Regions from separate parts of the Rattus norvegicus genome. Here region 2 is linked to region 1. The links are chromatin contacts, called in public Hi-C maps. All regions are on one chromosome and are shown on one strand. The core of a region is the stretch at or near the end of the contact, and the rest is flanking DNA. Distances in the headings are between cores, read along the strand shown.

Evidence for each region. Hi-C and Micro-C count contacts between places; a contact is called where the count stands out from the background.
Region 2: a Hi-C map of psoas muscle shows a contact between it and region 1, with 3 times the contacts expected there. The contact joins the promoter of Nod2 here to the enhancer-like site in region 1. A contact is called at or near these places in 5 of 12 Hi-C or Micro-C datasets (the A7r5 cell line, the Rat2 cell line, kidney and 2 more).

Annotation. Positions count from the first base shown.
Region 1 is chr19:34,478,445-34,482,507 of GRCr8, reverse strand. No RefSeq gene overlaps it. Among named protein-coding and RNA genes, the nearest start is that of Cyld, 67 kb to the left of the region's middle. Within about 2 kb of position 1,672, at least 9 of the 93 cell types and tissues checked have an H3K27ac peak or open chromatin away from gene starts, as enhancers often do.
Region 2 is chr19:34,594,809-34,598,724 of GRCr8, reverse strand. It overlaps Nod2 (nucleotide-binding oligomerization domain containing 2), which reads left to right and starts at 2,483. Exons shown (of 13, transcript NM_001414911.1): 1 at 2,483-2,528.

The sequences.
Region 1 (4,063 bases), core at 423-2,922:
GAGCTGGGAGGGTGGGAAAAGCAAGGATAGGGGATGGGGGAGATGGGGAGCAACTCTATTGGTTCTCTGTGCTTGTTTGTGGTGTAAACATCCACACCATGCGACTGCAAACTATTGGGTACCAGCTCAGCAGATAGAATGGAAAGAGAGACATAGATTCTTCACAAAAGGGCAGAGCATGTCCACACTGAATGCTAGCGTTCAGTCTAGGGCTCTGCATATTGCTTGGGGACCAAGCCCAACCCCACACTGTTTCCCCAAGTGACATTTTAGCAGAACACAGTCACACCCACTTGTCCTGTAACAGCAGAGTTGTAGAGCTGTGACAGAAAACTTAAGGCCTTGCACAGCCTAAAATATTTACTCTTTGGCTACTTGTAGGAAAAGTCTGCCCAGTGTTGTTATAGATGTCATAAAATAGATATATAATTAGGAAGGACTGAGTCCCAGAGGTTGTTTTTGTTATCTCTATATCTGTCTGTCTGTCTATCTATCTATCTATCTATCTATCTATCTATCTATCTATCTATCTATCTATCTATCTATCTATCTATCTATCATCTATCTCATTCCATAGCCCAGGGAGACCTTGAACTTGCCATAGTCTTTCTGCCTCAGTGTTCTGAGTACTGGGATTCCAGGTATGAATCACCTTTTCCCGCCTCAGTTTAACTTTCATAATAGATGATTTCAGACCTAGCTCACTGCTGTCCACCCCTGAATATTTAACCCTTGCTTGTCAGGAGCCCGGTGGGACCATTCTTGCTCACCATGGACTCCTCCAATGACCCCTCGGCTCCCTTTCTCCCCTGCACTACTCACCCAACACCATTTACTCTGATCTGGTTTGTTGTGCTCTCAGAATTAGCAGCAGTGATGACTGTGACTCTTACTCCCATTTTCTCAGCATTTTGACCAGCGCCTGACACAAAGTAGGCGCTCAAACATTTGCTGAACGGGGGAACGGAACTTTTAGCCTCTTGGGCAGATCAGCTGTCCTATTCACTATTACGGATACAGCCAGAACTGTCTGTCCTTTTGAGAAAGTACAAGAGGTCCCAGTCTGTAGTTCCCTCATGCCACATGATCTTGGAGACATCGCAGAGCTTCTCCAGAAATAAACTTTGAATGAAGCCATGTTTATCACGCTGCCTTGTGCTCAGAAATCCCTTACTAAATGGTAGTCAGCAGCAGCAGTAGCAGCAGCATAGGGGAAATGTAACCATGAAATTGAGAGATAGGCTCGTGAGACTAATTAAACACACCCCTTCTGCCTCCACTTGCCCTGTCAGGCCAGGGCAAGTCCTCATACTACTTATAAGATTTGTATTTCCTAAATTGTCTCCTTTTGAGTGCAGCAGCGCCACCTTGTGGGCACGTTAGGTTACGACGCAGTACCCCATAACTTCCAAGTGGTCCCAGTCAGACAGTACGTGTGAAAGGCAGCAGGTGATGCTAAAAGCAAACCTGGCCTTCAGGGCTACGTAGCACATTACAAATGACATGCAGGAGGCCTTAACCCTCCCCGTCCCCCCCCCACCTCCCTCCCCACCCCCCTCCCTGTCCCCCGTGTAACTTAAAGACACATGGTTCGTGATGGCCATTTCTGCTGCTACTGTCTTCTTTCATGATTGGCTCTGCCCTGGTTCTGACTCCAGCTTTAGTCTTCAGGCGCCTTAAAGCCACATTTAAAACGAGATAGTGCCATCTACTGGGAGGACACGGTAAGATGGGTTATGGAGTCCAAGACCAGATCGACGGAATGAATCTTGGTTTTTGTGAAGAACGTGGAGGAAAAAAAAAAAAAAAAAAGAACAGGTTCTGATATCACAATCACTGGTGCGCATGTCTAGGCTCAAACCTAAAGTTATCAGTTGCCCGAATGCCCCCACAGCTTGCTTCGTCAGAGTCTGTGGACCACCTGCCTCTGATGTTGGGGCAAGGCGGGTGTGGAGGTCCTATGCAGAACAGGCAGAACCAACTTTGCAGGACAGGGCCCTGGGATGGCATTTTACACCGTCCCGTTTCCTAAGCTGTATGCTGTCCACGGGTGTAGTGTATGCTAATTCCTGCCGTGGTGGAGAACACTTTTTTATCTTCCAGGAAACTCGGAGCCACAGCGCCTCCCCATGTTCGTTTTGGGTCATGCATCACGTGAAATAGCACCCTTGGGTCAGGCCTGGCAAGCCAAAGGAGTTACTGCAGGTTCCTGCTGCTGCTGTCCCTTGTGGCTCCACTATTGGCTGGCCAGTTGCCACCAGCATTCTCCTAGTCCTGCTCTGCTGGGTGGGGAAGGAAGTGCGCAGCTCCATTCCCAGGCACTGACTAGGGTTCACCATAAACAAATTACAGGGCTTTGCTGGAGAGATCCTATAACAGATCTCAGCACCTTCTTCATGGCTTCTCTTAGAACATCAGCATGCAACACACACAGGGGAACTGGGCTCCATTCTGCACCATCCTGTTCACTTCTGGCGTCTGAGGTCTCCATCAGTGAACGCCAGGTACTTCAGGAGCTGGTTTTCCTTGGGCTGCCAGCTTTTCTTGTTTTGCTTCTTCTTCAGCTCCTGTTCCTGGATAATTGCTCACAAACTGAGACACGATTCAGAACCCTCCATGTGCTGCAAACTTTGTACTCAGCACATGTGCCAGTAGGAGCCCTTTTGAGGGAATGAGAGGTTGCACATCTGCCCAACCATAAGCCAGAGATCCTGGCAACTTTGTTTATAATGGGGCCAATTTGAGAAGCCTGGATGTGCAGAACCTTGATACATTGTGGCATAAATAGACCCTGGAGTATGTTGGAGTCTCTGATGATTCCTCTGGATCATGTGCATGTGCCTGTGCGTGAGAGACAGAGAGACAGAGAGACAGAGAGACAGAGACAGAGAGGGCTGGAAAGATGGCTCAGCCGTTAAAGGCTAGGCTCACAACCAAAAATATAAGAGAGAGAGAGAGAGAGAGAGAGAGAGAGAGAGAGAGAGAGAGAGAGAGAGAGAGATTGGGAGAGAGAGAGAGAGAGAGAGGAGGTTGACACTGGGTATCTTTCATGGTTGATCTCTACTTTTGGGTCAGTGTCTCTCACTAATATTGGAGACAGTAGATTTGGCCAGGCTGGCTGACCAGCAAGCCACAAAGATCCTTCCTGTCTCAGCTGCCCCAGTGTTGGGATTATAGGGACGGCCCTCCACACTTAACTCTTTTGTTTTTATACACAGGCACATGGCATGAGCTTTGCTGACTGGGCCAACATCTCAGCCTGTGGACTGTTACTTTGATCTATAATATATTTGGCAAAAACAAACAAATGAACAAACAAACAAACAAACAAACAAAAAACAGGTTATAAAAACTCAGATATCACAATAGTGCTCAATGTGCTTATAAGAGGATTGTGTGTGTGTGTGTATGTGTGTGTGTGTGTGTGTGTGTGTGTGTGTGTGTGTGTGTGTTGAAAATGCCACTAGCAGGCACCATGCTGGCTACAGAGCTCTTCCTGGCTGTAGATGTTGTTTATGAGTTTTCTCTTCTCACATTGGTCCATCTGTATTGGGACTAAAAATCGACTGAGCAACAATAGTGCAGGAAGCGTGGACGTCAATGCCAGAAGGAGGGGATGTCAAGAGCCTTCTGAGCTTTTAGACCACATGTTACAAGGTGCTCCAGGTCTGGGGAGTGTGTGGCAGGAATTCTGGAGGTCACTGGGATGGCAAAGACCTGGGCATGTTTCCCTCAGGGTTGCAATGAGCCCTTCCCTTGGCCTCTTTGAGAAGAAAAGGCCTGTATCTGTTTCCACAGTAACAGCAGGATGGAAGCAGGTTGTACGGCCTCATGAAGGGGTGAAGTGTCGTTGGCCTCTTTGGTGCGTGGGGCCATGACTCTGGGGGTGCTGTCACCATGACTAAAATCACCAGTAGACCAAGAGTAGTTACATTACTTGGGAGACTGGGGAGGAAGGACTCTGGGCCTCCCACTCCTGCTAAATGTTCTTCCTTTTCCTAGATTCTGGTGTTGGGGATTCTGGAGAGAAGGATAGTGTGGAGAAAGGGTACCCAGGACAAGC
Region 2 (3,916 bases), core at 1,234-3,733, 120 kb before region 1:
ATTCTCTCTCCCAGATGTCCCACCTCCTATTTCCTGCTTCAGTTCATTGGCCATAGGTTTGTTTGGTTGGTTGGTTGGTTTTTTTTTTGGACAGGTGATGCTTTTACATGGTACACAGGAGATTCTCTCTACAGCAGAGCCTTTAGAAGGTGAGGGCCAGCTGGTAGAAATGGTTCACTATGGGCAGGCCTTTGAAGGGTATGCCTGGCCTGGTTCCTGTCTGATTCCTGTAACTCTCTGCTTCCTGGTCTCTGCCATACATTTCTTCTGCCATGAACTAGGTTTGTACCATGCTTTCCCCCAGCCTCTACCCCATGATAGATGGTTCCCCCTCCTGAAACTGTGATCCCAAAGAAAGTTTACCTCTCTTGTTTCTTTCAGATATTGTGGTCACAGTAACACAAAATGTAACTAACACAGTCTACTTTGTGAGGACAACTGCTATTGCTGGAAGTGTAGGTCGGTGGGTGGAGTTCAGGCCAAGCATATGAGAGGCACTGGGTTCTATCCCCGGCACCATTTAAACAGGAAAAACTGGGGTGGCCGAGGCACACAGGCCTGTAATCCTAGGTCTTCAAGCTCAGCCTCAGCCTCCTCCTGGTCCACCTGGGCTACACTGTACCCTGTCTCCAAACAACTTCCAAAAAGTTGGGGCCGACGAGATGGCTCAGTGGGTGCTTGCTGCTAAGCCCGACAGTCTGCGTTTGATCCTCAGGGCCCCATGTGGTGAAAAGAGAACTCCAAGTTGACCCATGATCTCCACTCGTGTGCCAAGACTTATATGCATCCACGTACATAATAGCCACAGACAATAAATACATGTAAACAATTTAAAATGGAAAACTGTCGGGCTTCAAACAGTTTCAAAGGCAACAAGCAGCTAAGGTATCTATTTAACATGTCAAAGTGGATTTGGTCTCCAGGTTCTCCCAGCATCCTTCAGTTCCCGCCCATTACAGGGTATGGCTGGAATACCCATCCTCTACCCTGAACTCTCCAGCCCAGGGGGTGGGTTTCCCCTTCCCCAGAGGCTCTTCCCCATATAATCCAGACATTTTGTGCGCTCTCTCTCTCTCTCTCTCTCTCTCTCTCTCTCTCTCTCTCTCCATTTTTCTCTCCCTGCCTATGCATTCTCTTTCCTCTTATCTCTCTGCCCCCACCCCACCCCATTCCCTCCTGGTCGGTGTGGCAATTTCCCTGGCCCCATCGGTATCAGTGAACCTGCTCGAGAGCTGCCCCCAAATAAACCTTCCCTACTTTTAGTTTGACTTGCATTGGGTTATTTCATCCATAGAGAAAATCTATTAAAAACAAACACCCTGTAGACAGCACTGAACACCAACAGGACCGTTCCCTAGGCAGGACCTTACCTTCTAAATGCAGCCGCTGCCACCTCAGCTGACTCAGGGACACAGGTACGTAACTGGAAGCGGTGCGAGGCAGTGGTTAATGCACAGCCTTTGGTACCTGAGGTCTGGAGCACACCCTGATGATGCTTTCACTTCGTGGATAGGCTAATGAGCCTTCCTGGGCTTCATTTTCTTCATCCCTAAATCAGGGACAAGAGTAGTACTCTGCAGGTGGGGTTGAGGGAGTTACCGCGATCAGACTTAAGTGTAAGTGTCAGGTTCAAAAGAAACTGCCCGGACAAAAGGCTAAAGGAAGTATCTATTAGCATACTAAAGCCCCGAAGAGCATGCTGGCCTCCAGGCTCCCTCAATCAATATCTGTAGCTCTCCACTGATCTTCCCACCTTACTCCCTGACACTAAACTTCTCCAGCTCCTGGGCTTCCCTCCCCCAGCTTCTCCTTCCCATAGAACCCGGCCTGTTTGACCATGCTCTGCTCCTCTCTCTCTCTCTCTCTCTCTCTCTCTCTCTCTCTCTCTCTCTCTCAAATGAGACTTCGTGCTCAAGACTTTTAGAAGTAACATTAAGAATGGGAAGTTATAAAATCAAGAGACTGTAATGGAAACTAAACAACTCTCTCGAGCAGCTCTAATTAGGATGTGTCAGAGCCCAGCCTAGGAGGCTACTTAGTAGGCAAATGCTGTTACACTTTGACCTCCCTCCTCAGCTTGCATGGGACTGACAACCAAGGGGAAAAGAGGAACTTTAAATGCCCTAACACCACCCAGCATAGCCTTCTGGGAATGTCTCCATTAAAACTGTAGCTGACTAAGGGCTTACAGATCCCAGGGAGGGTGCGTCGGTTCCTACTGACACCGAGGGCTTTCCTAGCTTGTTCCCAGGACTCTATGGTTCCCTTCGGATTGAAACGGGTCCCCAAGGGCAGGACATAAAGCACAGCAGGCAGGCCTCTTATTCCCGGATACCTGTCTCACTGGTACCTAGAGGGAAATCAGGAGGGGTGTGGCCGCCCTTCCCAGCCTGCCAGAGTGGGCGGGGTCACTGGGTGGGTGGGGCGATGGGCGGGGCGATGGGCGGGGCGAGATCATTGAGGGAGTTCTAATGCCTCCCTGGAGTCACTACCGGGCTGTCTGAGGAACCTCTGCGCAGCAGCTGGCGGTGAGTGCCTGCTTTCTGATTCTGTGGTCTGCGGGTGATCAGGGTGGGTGGATGTGTGGAAAGGACGGTTTTCTGGGGGAAGTTTGAGGACTCCCGGAGGACAGCGCTTATTGCTGTGGAGGTGACGACCGTCACAAGTCCCATCCTCAGGACTCTTGTTAATTGGTTCTGGAACTGGCATGTCTGAGCTTCTGGAAGGGACTCTGTTTCTCCTGGAAGCGTTGACAGAGTAGATAGGCTGTAAAAGGAAAGGGTGTCTTGAGGGGAGTCTTGGCCAGCTTTGGTAACAGAGAAAGAAGAGGGTATAGGAAGCACATTGAAGCCCCCAGGATCCTTTGAAGTCTGAGGGGAGGCTTTGATTTGTGGATGGCTGGGACATTGGAGGGAAACTTGCAGGTGAGGTCCTTACCCAGAGGGAGAAAAGCCTGCTTTGGGTCTTAGCAGGAACTATTCCTGGTTCAGTTGCCCCCCTCCACCCCCTTCTCTGTAGGCCTCAGTTTCTCTTTTAGCCTTCAGAAATACTCTCTAACCCCAGCTGCTGCTTCATAATCCTTGCCCCAGCCTCCTGCTTACCGTTACTCATTTGTGAGTGTGGGAGTTGGGATCAAACCCTATTCCTGCCCGGACAGACCCACACCTCCGTGCCCAATGCCAGCTAAGCGCTCAGCCTTTTGCTTGGCTCTCTTTCAAGCCTTTGGTGCTGTCTTTGGACAAGCCAGCTCCCAAGCCTCTGGATAGGTCTGAGCTGGCTGAAGCTCTGACTTCTGTGTCTTTTTTAGAACCTGCAAGGTCCTGGCCTGGGATGGGGGCATTGGCTTTCTGGGATCTCACCCAGGGTTGTTATCCTGGAGGGGAAAAGCCCCATCCCCATCTCTGTGCTCTTGGTGAAGAAGACCAAAGAGTCAGCTTCATTGGCTCTGTCTTAGTCTGTTGTGAGGTCACTGGAGCTCCTGGTTTCTTGGCCACTTGATGCCAGTTGGCCTCTACATGCAGCTCCAAGCTGGCACTGGCTCCATCTTGCCCCCTCTCTCCCACCCAGGTCAGCATTGCAGAGTGGCCCAGTGAACAGGAACTTATTGTTAACAAAGTGGCTTCTATACCTGTTTGGCCAAAGTGTGTGCCTTGCAATCTCTGCTCGCTGGTTCCACAGCTACCTCCCCACACTGGGTGGAATAAACCCACCCTCAACTCATGCAGACCCCATCTGTGCCCTGGGTGATACACAGGGTTATGGTGACTACATCCCGCTAACACCTGCCATCTCAGATGACAGGAAATACTGTGGGGAGAAGAAGCTGGGACAGGGCTTGGGGACTAGGGTTTTGCATAGCAGAGGAAGGCACCTCTGAGACAGTCACTACTGAACAAAATCTTAAGGAGGTGATAGG